Regions from separate parts of the Sus scrofa genome. Here all the other regions are linked to region 2. The links are chromatin contacts, called in public promoter capture Hi-C maps. All regions are on one chromosome and are shown on one strand. Each heading gives the region's core, a stretch centred on a gene start, on an enhancer-like site or on the middle of the called end of the contact. The rest is flanking DNA. Distances are from core to core; before and after follow the strand shown.

Region 1 (2,841 bases), core at 181-2,680, 340 kb after region 2:
CTTGAGTTTGAAGTTAGAGCAAAGATTCTAGAAGCATGTTTTCAAGGAGTATTAACCGAGCCTCTCCCATTTGCTATGCAGAGCAGGGTACTGTAACAAAATTTCCATCTAATCAATCATTGACTCAGTGTAACCCTAAGCCCTGTTTGGACTTTAGCCTCCTTAGAGGTAAAATATGAGTTTATAAAAGATGATCTTGGGAGTTCCCTGGTGGTCTAGTGGTTAGTACTTGGTGCTTTCACCGCTGCTGTTCCAAACCCTGGTCTGGGAACAGAGAAACAGATATCCTCCTACATAAAGCCGCTGCAAGCCCGGGGGTGTGGGGGGACGCCTGATATTTCCGGGGTCTCTCCATCTCTGTCATTCTCTTCTTTGAAATGCAGAGATCTATGCTAAATATCGGAGTTGAGTGGAATGGGATTTAAAGCACTTATAAAGTACACAACTGAGTTCAAACTGCTTTAACTTCACACCAGTGCTACTCCTGAAGGAGCAGAAAACGAAGATGCTTGGCTTCCTAGATCGTTCTGACACGATAAGCCTGCCAAAAGCCAAATAGGCAGCGTGAAGGAGTCGTCTTCCCCTGAATACATCCTTTACCATTCCCGGTTCAGAGAATATGAGGGGATGGGGGAAGGATCACTATGTCTTTTTCAAACTCTCTCCCCTTCCCTTGGAGGCTGATCTACTTACAGACACAGCCCCTTACACTCTCCGCTTTTAGGATCTCAGGTCCTCATAGTCCTGTTCCCTCAGGTACTTCGGAGTCTGCAAGCCCCGATCCGGTCCCCAAAGAAGCGCGTCTTCACTGCCCGCTCCTGTTCTTCCCAAACCCAAATGTTCTCTTACCGCTCCTGCCTCTCAGGAACCTGTCTTCGCTGCCCTGTTTCTGAATCGTTAGAAGCCTGGGTCTTCACTGTTCCGCTTCTGCCGCTTAAGAGCCCAAGTCCTAACAGCTTCGCTTTTACCTCTCAGGAGTCCGTGTCTTCACACCCCGTTCAGTTCCGACCCTCTCCTCTTAGAAGCACGGATCCTCATAATCCTATCTCTCTCAACTCGCTTTCCCTTGCGTGCGGGAGAACTCACATCCATCCCGGTTCCCTAAGTCCCGTCTGGAGCCCAGGTCCCCACAGCCGCGTCTTCTCCGATCCCCGAGCCCCTCAGTCCCGTCCCACGAGCCTGATTCCTCACACAGCCCAGTCTCCTTCACAATTTGGCTCTTCGAACACTGACCACTGTGGTCTGGGTCCTGACTCCCTCCTCCCGCTCTTATTCCTCAACTGCCAGGGCCCAAGACTCACAGGCAGCAGCGTCTATCTCCCCATGATATGCGGAGACTGCCCCAGTGAAGCGTTCGTCTCAGCAGCCGGTCCGACTGCTCGGCCCTCCCCGAGTACTTCCGGCACCGCTCCCCGCCTCCAACCCGGAAACGCGCGGCTCTTCCGGCTGGCGGGCGCGCGCCTGCTTTGCGCAGGCGCAGACTGCTCTCCGACACGTGGTCGCCGTTCTGCGCTGTAGCTCAGTTCTGGTGGTTAGGTTTTTTCGGCTTGTGGTTAATGGGCAGTGTAAGCAAACTATGCGCTTTGTATTCTGGCGGTACGAACCCTGCCCTAGCTATTTCTTTCCGACTCTGCCTGCTGTGTATATCGCTATCATGACCAGCATTGACGTCCTCGGATGGCTTAGAGGTCGCCATTTTTGGTTGGTGTCTTTGTCGTGCTATCAGGAAGGTAATAACTCGTGGGACAGCAACACTCCATAGATATCCCGTTGGACCCCAGCAGGAAAAATCTGAGGACAAGGGAGACCGATTGGGTTATGACTGTGAATAGGCAGTTAATAATAATAGTAATAATTGAGCCCTTACTATCTGCCAGAAATTTTTCTAAACCTACGGTAAATCATTTTAACGATTTAAAGGAAATCTGTGAGATTAAGCAAGTTAAGTAGCTAATAAAAGCAGAGTCTCAAATTGAACTCACAAATTCTCACTCCAAAGCCTGAACTGTACTTCAACCATTAAACTGATGCCTTTGGTTATCTCTTCCATCAAATGCATGGTGACAGTTGCTTTATTTATGCTATGCTAGATGCTAGGCATATAAACAAAACACAATTCCAGCCTCAGTCCCTTTGGAGCCCAGGTCCACACACTAAGATGGAGAACCTGCAAACATAAAGGAGAGTACAAAGTGCTGTGACAGCCCAGAGTGAACAGCAGTAACTGTCACAAGGAAAAGCTGTCTCCTACCTGAACTGATGCAGCAATTTGCTCTCCCTTGTCTTCTTTTTCTTTTTCTTTCTTTTTTTTTTTTTTTTTTTGGCCATTCCTGTGGCTTGAAGAAGTTCCCTAGGCCAGAGGTGGGACCCATGCCCCAGCTCTGACCATAGCTACAGCAGTGACAGCACCAGATCTTTAATCCCCTGAGCCATGAGGGAACTTCCCCTTCCTGTCTTTATATCTTGCCATCTTCATCCCACCAAATTCACAATCCTCCCTTACACTGTCACAGATCCATGTTCACAGATTCCAGGCCCTTTCACCATTAGGCTTCGAGTTATCGTCCTAGTCTTATTTCTCTGCCACTGATCCCTTCATTCTTTTTTTTTTTTTGACTTTTTGACTTTTTGACTTTTTGCCTTTTCCAGGGCCACTCCTGCGGCATATGGAGGTTCCCAGGCTAGGGGTCCAATTGGAGCTGTAGCTGCTGGCCTACACCACAGCCACAGCAACATGGGATCTGAGTCGTGTCTGCCACCTACACCGCAACTCACGGCAACACCGGATCCCCAACCCACTGAGCAAGGCCAGGGATCTAACCCTCAACGTCATGGCTCCTA
Region 2 (2,700 bases), core at 61-2,560:
CCTCACCAATGCTTATTATTTTCCATTTTTTAAAAAATTATAGCCTGCATCATAGTGCTTGGATCAATCTTTTGCACAAACTCAGCAGGACCCTCCACTGGATACCACCTAGGAAACAATCAAAAAATAGTAGTATCTGAGGACTAAAATCAGAGTGTCTGAAATGGGAATGGCCCTTAAATATATAGAAACACTCCAAATTTTTATCACCAGGTAGCAGGCTTATGAGTGATTATTATTTGTTTCCTGCTTTTGTGTTTTTCCAAGTTTTCTGTAATGAACATTTGGAAATGTACCTTGCAGCCATTTCCTTCTACTTAAGTCATATAACCCAGGGCTGGTATTTTTCAAACCAAAAGATGATCAATAAAAACAGTTCCACACTTTCATAGAAAGCCAAGGAAGATATTTTTAAAGTCATGAATAAGATCTAGCCCAACCCTCTCATCTAAAGGAGAAAAAATTGGGCCCAGAAAAGGAAAATAACCCAGGCAAAGGCCATAAACTACTATTATCTTGATCACATTTGTTAGATGGCCAAGGAAGGTCAAGGCAAAGCCTTACCTAGACTCTGCTTTTCCTCTTCATTGCATCACATTGCCAAAAGTCCTGTTATACAGCCCATTTGATAACATATCAATGCATCCTGCAAATATTAATTCAAAGCCTACTTGACTGACCAAGGCCCTATTAACTTCATAAGATCAAAGGTGCAAGAGAGAAAGAACAAAATAGGAGGCTAAGATAGGAGGTCAGGGAAGTTTTCTCTGAACTGACATTTAAACTGAGACTTGAGAGTGAAATGCCATCGCAACTAAAGAACACTAACCATATACACATACTTTTTTAAGAAAATTTGCTCACAAGTCTTGATGACTAAGTCAAGGAATCCTGGACAAAGCTGCCCACTCTCACTAGCGTAGTACCCATCTTATTGATGCTAGTAGTCCAGGAAAGGGAAGACTTCCTTTGGGTGTTTAAAAATAACAACTTTAGGATTGGAATCGTAAGGGAGGGATGGACACATGCCTAAATCTAATAGCTTCAGGAGCCGAAATCTCGCCTTCTGACCCTCTGCTCCTGTTTTTCCCAATCTCCTCCATTGCTTTCCTCCAGTCCTTTGACCCTGGAGCCCTTGCGAGTGGTTGGCTAAGAATAGGCCCGCCTCTCGGTCAGGATTCGCTGTAAGCCACAGGAACCCCGCCTCCCCCTCTCATGATTCGCTATTCCTGGGTTCATCCCGCCTCTCCAGAGAAACAATTGGCTTCCCGGCCAGCAGCGCCGTTAGCGTACAGAGGAGCTGCACCTCGGGTCACTGGAGAGGTACTGCACTGACAGCAATGGCAGCCACGGCGTTGGCGGTGCGCTCGCGGATCGGCGCGTGGAGTGTCTGGGCCATGCAAAGCCGAGGCTTCAGCTCTGATACGGTACGCCGGCGGCAGTGCCCGCTACCCCATCCCTGAGCGGGGACTCCCATCTCTCCCTCCTCGCCTTTACCAATGCTCCGGTCTCTCTCCGCAGCCAGAGGGTGTCCGCTCCGGTGCGGGTGCAGTCCGGGACGCCGGTGGAGCCTTCGGAAAGAAAGAGCAGGCTGATGAGGAACGATACTTCCGGTGAGAGCCAAGGGGCCCAGAGACCAGCCCTGGAAGTCTCACGGCCTTCCAGTCCTTCTTAAACTGCCAACGGCCCCACCCTGCTGCCCTCCCTGGTGTTCTGTGGCGTCCCATCTCCCAACAGAACTTCCCAGCCCCGACCCACTACACTCATCGTTTGATGGCCCTACTGTTGCCACCTATAGGGCGTTCCCACTGCCCTGCCGAATCCCAAGGCCCCCAAACCCAAGACATTTCCACCTGCGAGTCTTCAGAATTCGCCAACACGGCTCAATTCTTCCTGAATCATTTACCATCTCCGCCCGTGGAGTTCTCTCCGCGTCATGCGAAACGCCCCCCAGATTCCTCCCAGAGAGTCTAGATCCGAAGGTTCCAATTACGTGCAGACCCTCTGAGCCTATCCCTCCGGCCTCCCCCACCCATCACCCAGGCCTTCGCTTTGCTAGCCCGCATGGATGGATTCCCTGACCTCAGACCCTCTCAGCCATTTCTAGATCCTCACACCTCTCCAACTTGCCTGAGCTAGTGGGTTGCAGGAGCATGTGGCAGCTGCTCCTGGTTGGAACCCTCCCCGCTTCTTGTGGGCTGGGCCTATATACTCTGTTTACCAACCTTGAGTTATCTCACAGGGACTGCTAACCACAGTGAGGAGCAGTGTGGAATTAATCTCGATTCTTGGCCTATCTTCTCACTTCTACCCTCTCCTGCTCACTCTTAAGAATTATCACCATAACAGCTACCATACCAGAGAGACAAGGTGCAGCCCTTAGAGACCTCTAATTGGCCTCCTACATTTTATAGTTAAGGAAAACTGAGGCCCATATATGGCCGAACCAACGTTTGAATCATCCCTTCTTGAGACCTACATTGGACTGCCAGGCATTGCAAGAGTCCCCTTCTTTTTTTTTTTTTTTTTTTTCCCCCTTCATTTTGACCTTTACAGTGGGCCTTGCATTTCCCAGGCAAAGAAAACTGGGATAGGACACATATATTTGTCCTTTAACGGTACCCCATTGTACATTCCCCCCACCGTTTGCTCTTTTTTCACCCCAAAAGGGATTCTATGTGTTATTCTCTAATAAGTCCC
Region 3 (2,853 bases), core at 202-2,701, 340 kb before region 2:
TCCCATGCCACAGGCACAGCCAAAACAACAAAGAAAGAAAAACAGGACCAGTAGTATGGAATCAAGAACAAAAATAACTCCATCATAGAAAGGGATAAGTTGCTGTTCAGTGCCTCTTTCTGGGTGAACAATAAATTTGCATTTGACTTCTTTTAAAAGAGAAAAAAAAAAAAAAAACAGGTCAGATAATCCTCCCATATTTTCTACAAAACTGAAAAGCTGTTGGGGAATTCCTACTATGGCTCAGTGTGTTAAGAACCCAACATAGTATCTGTGAGGATTAGGGTTGGCTCCCTGGCCTCGCTCAGTGGGTTAAGGATCTGGCATTGCGGCAAGATGTGTTGTAGGTTGCAGATGTGGCTCAGATCTGACAATGTGTGGCTGTGGTGTAGGCCTGTACCTGCAGCTCCAATTTGACTCCTAGCCTGGGAAATTTTTATATGCTGCAAGTACAGCCGTTAAAAAAAAAAAAAAAAGTTTTGGGTTTCATTTGCATGCGAAATATGATAAATATGATCGTACTAATATCAAAGTGTGAGAGACAGTGGTGACTAAAGACCGTGGCTTTTGGCATTACTGATTTAGGTTTGAATCCCACTTACTACTTGTTCTAGGGTGAAGCTGGGCAACTCAATCTCTCTGAGCCTCCCCTCGGAGATCACAGTATTTCAAGAGAGTTGTGAGAATTAAATGAGACGATCCATACAATACTTGCCCAGATAATTAAGCACTCAATAGACAAAGCCATTACAACCAGAGGCCCTGCTGATGGTCTTTCAGCCAGCTGTAGGCCTAAGGCACGCCTGAATCCTAATGCCTCCTTACACAATCTAGTAACTATGGTCAAAATTTTAAAATTCAAAGGGGCCTCAACTTGATTAACCACTTCATTCATGCACAGTGAAGATGTGGAAGCCTGCCATCTGGTTGGATCCATCCCTGGCTCCAGTATGTCCAGAGTTTGGATGACGCCCAAAGGTATCTTCTCAGATCTCTACAGAAGCCTTCAAGGCCAGATTTGGATTAGGATGGGGAAGTGAGTCCAGATGCGGGTAGCTGTATGCAGAAGGGCGGGAAAAGCAGAAACAAAATGAGAGATCACTGCAATCTCTGAGATCTACCCTCCAGCCTCTCTTCAGGCTGGGGTCGAAAGGCTGACGGTGCAAGCCCGGAACAAGGATGGGGTGGCAACATTTTAGCGCCTGGGAATGCGTCCACAGGACACAGAGGGAAACCGAACCCTCCCACACAAGCCCCTTTTCCTCAGACAACTCCTGGCCAAGAAAAGCCCTGCCCTTCGGAGAAGGCCAACGCTCTAAAATACTGTAAAGGCACTCAAAACCCGATACCAGTCTCCATCGCTGCCAGATGCGCCCACTACGTCTGTGCGCCCGTGAGTGAGTGTGCGCGCGCACGCGCATACGCACAGGCTGCTGGGAAGCTGCCTCGCCACTCTGGGTCTTCCAGTTTCCCGGCGTGCTTCGGGCCCGCCAAATGGGAGGGGGAGACGCAAGATGGCGGCAGCCGCGAACTCCGGCTCCAGCCTCCCGCTGTTCGACTGCCCGACCTGGTGAGTGGCGGGGCGACCAGCGTTGGAGTGGCCTGGTCTGCGCTGGCCTGGGCTGGCCGGCCGGCTCATTTCTCGCAGCGAGCCGAACGGCCCAGACGCTCTGGGATTGACTGAGGGAGAACTGCCCGTCGGGCCGGGCGGCGTGTGGAGGAACCAGGAATCCGGAGCCCGGGCCCAGGAACTGAGGAAACCTAGAGTTGGAGACTCTGAGGCGCTCGCTTAGGCAACCCCTCGACGATCCCCCGGTTGCCCGTGCGCTTTGGGGCCTTGGCCCCAAACTTACCCAACTCCTCACCGTGTGCCTGGGGCTCTGGTGGAGCACCATTCCTGCCCCCCAGCCCTCTGTCCCGAGCGCGCACGAGCTAGCTTCCCGCCCCCACCCCCACCCCCTTAGAGTCCCGCGTCCCGCGGTTGTTGCTGCAGCCTGGGTGCGGTACTTGCCGGTCTCTCGCAGACTGGGAGCTCCCTGAGGGCAGGAACGGCTCAGACCTACTTCTCTGAGCGACCAGCGCGAAGCCGGGCACCAGAGGGCATCAGTGATTGTTAGGATGAACCCTTTTCCTCCCTCCATAGGTTCTTGGGACTAAGGAAAAATTTTAATTTAGTTTTTGAGGAGGATACAAGATGAATACATTTAAATTGCCTTTCAGGAAGACTCATCCGAGTTAGAGCTATTTTTGCACTAGCTCATCACAGTGTATTGTTTGTTTGTTACTCCCTGGCTCCTGTTGTATTGAGATTTTTCAAGGGCAAGGGCCGTCTGATACATCGTTATGTTCCCAGCTCTTAGGCCTGAGCCAGGCATGTAGTAGGATTTCAGAAAGCATGTTTTGGATGTAACTTGGCTCTCCCCGTATTTCAGACAAAATGGGCATTTGTCCGATGCACTGTCCTTCCAGCAACCTCCATAGAGGAGTTTGGGTCAGGATTGTGAGATGCCTGTGTTGCATCTTCATTTGGATGGATGGGTGCATTTTTGTGTGTGCAAATAGGGCCTCTGGCAAGATTGTTCAGACTTCAAAGGAGCAAACACAGGAAGCAAGTGCATAGGTGGCAATGTCTGGGTCCCTTTGCACTTTTGTACCATCCAGTTGGCGTCAGTCTGCAAATTCTCGGTCCATTTTGGTTCCTTGCTGCATTGATTTTAGAAATTGGACTAGAACAGTAAACTTATAGTTAGACTGTATGAGATGACGTACCATTTCCTCAGCCTGTGGTATATACACCAGGCACCATGTTAGGTGCTTTAACACATATGTATCTCCCTTGAATGGTGTGGTTAT

The links. Promoter capture Hi-C pulls out the DNA fragments that hold promoters and counts their contacts.
Region 1: a contact with region 2 is called in a promoter capture Hi-C map of fetal liver, with 2.1 times the contacts expected there. The contact joins the promoter of TAF12 here to the promoter of ATPIF1 in region 2. A contact is called at or near these places in 1 of 5 promoter capture datasets (fetal liver) and 1 of 2 datasets of contacts at active chromatin or transcription factors (alveolar macrophages).
Region 3: a contact with region 2 is called in a promoter capture Hi-C map of liver, with 2.6 times the contacts expected there. The contact joins the promoter of PPP1R8 here to the promoter of ATPIF1 in region 2. A contact is called at or near these places in 1 of 5 promoter capture datasets (liver), 1 of 47 Hi-C or Micro-C datasets (epiblast stem cells) and 1 of 2 datasets of contacts at active chromatin or transcription factors (alveolar macrophages).

What each region holds. Positions count from the first base shown.
Region 1 is chr6:85,641,657-85,644,497 of Sscrofa11.1, forward strand. It overlaps TAF12 (transcription initiation factor TFIID subunit 12), which reads right to left and starts at 1,431. Exons shown (of 6, transcript XM_021095678.1): 1 at 1,302-1,431. LOC110261125 (a long non-coding RNA gene) reads left to right here and starts at 1,476. Exons shown (of 2, transcript XR_002344955.1): 1 at 1,476-1,730.
Region 2 is chr6:85,305,932-85,308,631 of Sscrofa11.1, forward strand. ATPIF1 (ATPase inhibitory factor 1) reads left to right here and starts at 1,311. Exons shown (of 3, transcript NM_001097486.1): 1 at 1,311-1,427; 2 at 1,522-1,613. The coding sequence starts at 1,341. DNAJC8 (dnaJ homolog subfamily C member 8) reads right to left here and starts at 1,091. Exons shown (of 10, transcript XM_003356239.4): 1 at 565-1,091.
Region 3 is chr6:84,965,295-84,968,147 of Sscrofa11.1, forward strand. It overlaps PPP1R8 (protein phosphatase 1 regulatory subunit 8), which reads left to right and starts at 1,452. Exons shown (of 7, transcript NM_001243414.1): 1 at 1,452-1,570. The coding sequence starts at 1,515.